Regions from separate parts of the Sus scrofa genome. Here region 2 is linked to region 1. Evidence: chromatin contacts called from public Hi-C data. All regions are on one chromosome and are shown on one strand. The core of a region is the stretch at or near the end of the contact, and the rest is flanking DNA. Distances in the headings are between cores, read along the strand shown.

Region 1 (3,020 bases), core at 218-2,717:
CTCAACTCCACAGCAACCCAAGGCGCTGCAGTTGGGTTCTTAACCCACTGTGCCACCGCAGAAACTCCTGGAAACACATTTTTATTTTGGAATAATTGCAAGTTAAAAATGCTTAAAAAGGAGGAGTTCCCGTTGTGGCACAGTGGAAACGAATCCGACTAGGAACCACGAGGTTGTGGGTTTGATCTCTGGCCTCGCTCAGTGGGTTAAGGACCTGACGTTGCCATGAGCTGTGGTGTAGGTCGCAAACGCGGCTCAGATCTGGTGTCGTGTGGCTGTGGTGTAGGCCGGCAGCTGTAGCTTCGATTAGACCCCTAGCCTGGGAACCTCCATATTTCCCGGAAGCGGCCCTAAAAAAGACAAAAGACAAAAAAAAAAAAAAAAAAAGATACTTGGACAAACGCGTTCATCCCAGCCTTGTGTCTGAAAATAGAGACACTGGTTATATATAAAGTAAGGTATATGTGCCTAATGGAACCAAGAGGAAGCCGTGATGACAAATGTTTTAACAGGGACTCAGTAGCATTTCCCAATTTCGCCTAAGTCATGTTCATTACGTATATAAAGATGCAACTAGGAGTTCCCGTCGTGGCGCAGTGGTTAACGAATCCGACTAGGAACCATGAGGTTGCGGGTTCGGTCCCTGCCCTTGCTCAGTGGGTTAACGATCCGGCGTTGCCCTGAGCTGTGGTGTAGGTTGCAGACTCGGCTCGGATCCCGCGTTGCTGTGGCTCTGGCGTAGGCCGGCGGCTACAGCTCCGATTCGACCCCTAGCCTGAGAACCTCCATATGCCGCGGGAGTGGCCCAAGAAATAGCAAAATGACAAAAAACAAAACAAAACAAAAAGATGCAACTAGATTGAAATACGCCAAAATATTTGCACTTTAATGGTCCGCTAACAGAGCATTATGTCCAGAACTTTGGTGCAAAGCATTAAAACCTAGCAAACAGTCAACACATTACAAACAGTGAATTACAAATAATCAGAATATGCCTAAGAGGAACAAAGTTCAACACATTTTTGGCTGAATGAACATTGGTTATCTCCGAATACGGTGCCGGCGACGCTCTTCGTTACAGTTTTCAATTCCGAATTTTCTAGAAGGACCTTGCCAACATCCCCTAAGTTGGAAGTGTCACTAAAAAGGGGGGCTCCCATGCCCCTCATGCCCTCGGACGGTCTCGGGCGCGAGTCGATGTGGGGGAAGCCGAGACCCCTCCCGCGGCGGAACCCCTCCCGCGGCGGAACCCAGGCGGGGAGGGCGGGGCCCGGACCGCGTTCCAGGCGCACCAAGATGGCGGCCGGCGCGCCCCGCGTTCGGAGCCGAGCGCTCCCGAGCGTTCCCGAAGCCGACAGGAACCTCGGGAGCCGCGCGGGTGGGATCGGCCCCGCCCCGGAGTCTGGGAGCGGCGGCGCCGGGCGGGGGAGGGGAGGCCGGATGTGAGTGGAGCGGCCATTTCCTGTTTCTCTGCAGTTTTCCCCAGCTTTGGGTGGTGGCTGCTGCTGGGCTCCCGCTTCCCGTCGGCGGAGGGCGAGGCGGCGTGGACCGCGGCCCCGGCACCCCGCGCCCTGCCGCCCGCAGCCGCGCGCCCGCCCGCCCGCCGCGCCCCGAGCTCCGAGCTCCTCGCCTCAGTGCCCGGCCGCCGCCGCCGCCGCGGCCCAGCGAGCGGCCCAGATGCAGGCCATCAAGTGTGTGGTGGTGGGAGACGGGTGAGTGCGCGGGCCTGGCCGGGGCCGGGGGCCGGGGGCCGGGGGGCCGGGGGGCCGGGGGCGGGCGGGCGCCGCGGGCTCGCGCGGGGCCTGGCCGGGCCTCTCCGGGGCGGGGGTCGCGGGCCGCCCCCTCTCGGGACCCGGCGGCGCGCGCGCCTGGTTCCGGCTTTTTTTGGGTGGGGGAGGGAGGGAATCGGCGAGCGGCGGCTGGAGGGAAAACTGAACTCCACCCTCCCGCTTTCTCGCAGGCCGGCTGACCGCCCGGCCGAACCCGCCCAGCGCCTCGCCGCCACCCTCCCTCCGTGGCCCGTAGATTGGGTGGGTTTAGGGAGTTGCCTTTCTTGGTGTTTCCATGAAGCTCTCGAGCCGCAGGGAGAACCTCGGTGGGTCCCTGCGGTCCCAGGTCGGTCGTGTTGGAGGACTGTGTACACGGGCTGCTTTGGGGACCCTAGGCGGATCTGCTGGGGGGTGCCTTCCGCCTGTACTTTGCCACTTTTCTGATTTTCTTAAGTGATGCTGTTTGCTATTAAGGTGGAGAAACTTTGCAGATTTCTAGCTGCGAGGAGCTGGGTGCGATTAAGACTGTTCTTTTCTCTGAACGTGGTGTAGTCAAAAAGAAAAAAAAGAAAAGAAAAAGCTGGCTCTGCGTTCGCTCCTGCGTTGGGTATGGCATGTAGCAGAACTGGCTCCTGGGCCGAGCTGTCCTGTGACTCAAGGCATTTCTTTTCATTACAGCCTGTGGTGGTTACAGGCCCTAGAGGAAGACAAGACTTGTCTTATGCAGTTTTTTTTTTTTTCTCCTCTGGAAACAAGAATCTCAGTGTAATCCGAGCAAAATTGTGTGTCTCAGCCTTGCTCAAGTAGAGGAGCCTTCTAACAAGGAAGCTCCAAGAATTACTGCCAGTTTTCAGCAAACTCCGAATGCAACTGGTACATATTTCGAGTCTTGTCGAGTAGAAGGAAGAGTTCTGGCTTCACTATACCCCAAAGTCGTCGTTAGGACTGGTGCTGCTTTTATGCCTCTTGGTGAATGTGTGCGTTTTTTGTTTTATTTAGATCATTGCCAATAAAACGTTTGAAATTGTTCCTATAACTAATTCCGATCCATGAAGGACAGTTAGAGAACTGATTTTTTTTTTTTTTTAAAGATGCTCTCTGTATGATTTGTCAGGCTTACAGATGTGAAGCTTGGTAGTTCTAGCTTTATCAGTAGAAATTGTAAGTTTCCCCTACCTAGGAACCTGTATGGAACTTTTTTTTTTAACCCTTTGAAAGAAAGCTTTAATGGAGGAGGTGTTAACTGGGGGA
Region 2 (2,795 bases), core at 26-2,525, 240 kb before region 1:
GGCACCTGCATCCTGGTGGATCCTAGTCAGATTCCTTTCCACTGAGTCCCGGGAACCCCAGTGCTATTTTAAAAGACATGCAACCTTTAAGGCGAGTAATAAGATTCTAATGAGGGCTTCGTGGAAGAAGAGGCAGGAGTGGGATTTCCATAAGCAGATGTAAGAGTGGGTTGTTTGAAGGTATTATGGCTGGGACACAAAAGAGCAAAGAGGACTGGGGGCCCTCAGTGCCAGGCGAAGTTGCTGAGACTTTTCTGTGGGCCAAGAAAGTGGCTAAAGGCTCTTAGGAGGGGAACAACATCTGACTTGTGTCTTTGAAATATCGTCCTGGCCACAGTGTGAAGGTTTAGAGGGAGTGAAGTGACTGCAGGGGAGCACCAGAAAGGAGCCTGTGGGAAGGATGCGAGTGGCGAGAGGGCAGGTTGCTTTGAGGAGGGTGGGGGTTATAGCCCCTGGGTAGGCTGGCTGTGACCTGGTCTAAGGAGTCAGATCGGTTGAGGAGGGAGCGAGGACCCAGGTCAGTGCAGGGGAGTGGCGCGTCCTGAATCCAAGCAGGGAACCGAACAGGGAGGAGCAGGAGCCTGGGCAGGGGAGATGGCCACGATCAATCAACTCCTTCTCTGTTCGACCTCGCGGTGGAGACCGCCAGGAAGCGGCTGCAAGTGTGCACCTGGCTCTTGGGAGCAAGCGCTGGTCAAGCTGCTCCCAAAGAACGCGCAACGCTGCGATGTGAGATGAAACCGTGCTTTTTCTGGAGCCGGGTTTAAAACTCGCTTCCAATGGCGCAGTGAGTGAAGTCCGAGGGCGCGCTAGCGCAGCGCTGGGTCCGGCGTTCTCAAATGCCGGGTCGCTAGGCCGAGGGACGTCTCCCGGAGCCGCGTCCGTTGGGAGCACCCAGGTGTCCCACGTGGGCAGTTCACCCGCGCGGGCCCGGCCGAGCGCGGAAGCAGCGGCGTCGTCTCGGCCCTCCCGCGTCTCCTCCGGCCCCGCGGCAGCGGAGCGCCGCGCCGTCTGCTGCCTCCCGCCGCTCGGGAAGGACCTCACCGGCCCGCGCCGCGCGGCTCGGCTCCGCCAATCAGCGCGCTCCTTCCGCGGCCGGCCGGCGCTCCAGTGACGCGCGCGCCAGCCTGCGCCCGCGGCGCTTTGGCGACGGCCCCTCCCGCGCCCGCCCGGCCCGTTAGCTGCGCGCCGCGCCTCTTGTGCGACGGCCCCTGGGCGGCGGCGCGTGCGGGCGCGGCCTTGGCGCGCCCCCTGGCGGCCCGGCGGGGATCTGCGGGCGCGGCGCTGACCCGGAGGCGGCGGCGGCGGTGCCCGGATGGAGGCACGTCATTGTCCCCCGCCGGGCGGCTGGGCTGTGTGCGGCGGCGGTGGCGGCGGCGGCGGCGGCCGAGGGGGATGGAGCGAGCGCCGAGCCGGGTCAGGTAAGCTCCCGCCTCCTTCCCGCCCGCCGCTGGCCGGCGTGGGGCCCGCGCGGCGCCCCGCTCGCTTCGGCCGCAGCTGGCCCGGCCGCCTCTCAGCCGGCGCGGCCCGCCGGGGGCTGGCGCGGCCCCTCGCCCGCCGCCCCCTCCGCAGCGGCGGGCCGCCCGGGACCCCGCCGCGCCGGTGGCAGCGCCGCCCCCGCCGGCCGGGCCAGGCCGCTGGGGAGGGGGCGGCGGCCGCGGCGGCGGCGGGGCGCCCGGCGAGCGGGGCTGCGCGGGGAGGCCGGACCCCCCTGGTTGCCATGGACACTGCCCTCCCGCCCCCGCCGGGCCCAGCCCGCCCCCTCGGCCCGTGGGTCGGGCCCGGCGGGCGGCTCCGGGGCGGCCAGGCCGGCACGGGGCGGCCAGGGGTGGGCGTGTGCCGGCCGCCGACCGCGGAGCCCGGCGTCCCCGGGCCGCCCGCCGCCCCCCGCGTGGCTGCCACCTCCCGCCCCGGGGCGCCGCTCGGAGCCGGGGGCTCGCCTCCCCGACCCCCCAGAGAGACAAAGTTTCCCACCCGGATGCCCGCCGGCCCGCCCGCGGTGCCGGTGCCCCCGCGCGGGGCCGTCCCCCCGGCTCCTCCGCGGAGTGTCCGAGTTCCCCACGCCGGCCGCCGGGCGGAGCGGGCACCCTCGGGGGGAGCGAAGGGGCGGGCCGGGTGGCCCGGCGGCGCGTCCCCCAGAGCTGCGCTGCCCTGGTCCTGTTCTTTATTTTCGGGGCAGGGGGAGCCAACTTACCTGGCGGGGGTTGGGGGGAGAGGGAGATGAGTTTCAGATGTGAGAGGTGAAGGTTTGACGGGACAGAAGTTTTACAGTCTAGGACTTTAACCTCGCTATAATGAATGCAATTGAGATTACTTTTGTTGAATAGCTCTTTTATATTCAGGGAAGCCTTAGGGCTTACTTGTTTGTAGGCGCACACGTTGGTTATTTAAAGTAAATACGCTCAAATAACAGTAAAACTGCTTGAAAAACTAGTTAACGCCTCTTTTCCGAGGTAGCAGCAGTATTTTGGGTTCTTAGCCGTTTTAGTGGCGTCTCAAATTTTAGTTGTACGTTTTAAACGTAATTCTACTCTTTCGACTTGATTATTCATTCAAAGTGCTTAGGTGATATGAATAATCGTTTTCACTTGTTTGTTTTTATTTAGGGTCAGTTTCACTTTCTTTTCTGTATCATTGAATTAACTCTACAGAGCTTGGTTGGTAAAAGTTTAAAGGTAATTGATTTGTTTACGTGAAAATAATTAAAATCCACGTTGGGTCTTTTTAAACCTCCGGAATGGAAATGCATCGTGAATGTGGATTACATTGTCTATTAAGAAGAGTGTAACAGTTTC

What was found. A called contact is a pair of places that touch in the nucleus more often than the background predicts.
Region 2: a contact with region 1 is called in a Hi-C map of embryonic fibroblasts, with 4 times the contacts expected there. A contact is called at or near these places in 1 of 5 promoter capture datasets (liver) and 1 of 47 Hi-C or Micro-C datasets (embryonic fibroblasts).

What each region holds. Positions count from the first base shown.
Region 1 is chr3:4,801,957-4,804,976 of Sscrofa11.1, reverse strand. RAC1 (ras-related C3 botulinum toxin substrate 3 (rho family, small GTP binding protein Rac3)) reads left to right here and starts at 1,467. Exons shown (of 6, transcript NM_001243585.1): 1 at 1,467-1,712. The coding sequence starts at 1,678.
Region 2 is chr3:5,046,807-5,049,601 of Sscrofa11.1, reverse strand. It overlaps USP42 (a long non-coding RNA gene), which reads left to right and starts at 1,275. Exons shown (of 18, transcript XR_002342221.1): 1 at 1,275-1,421.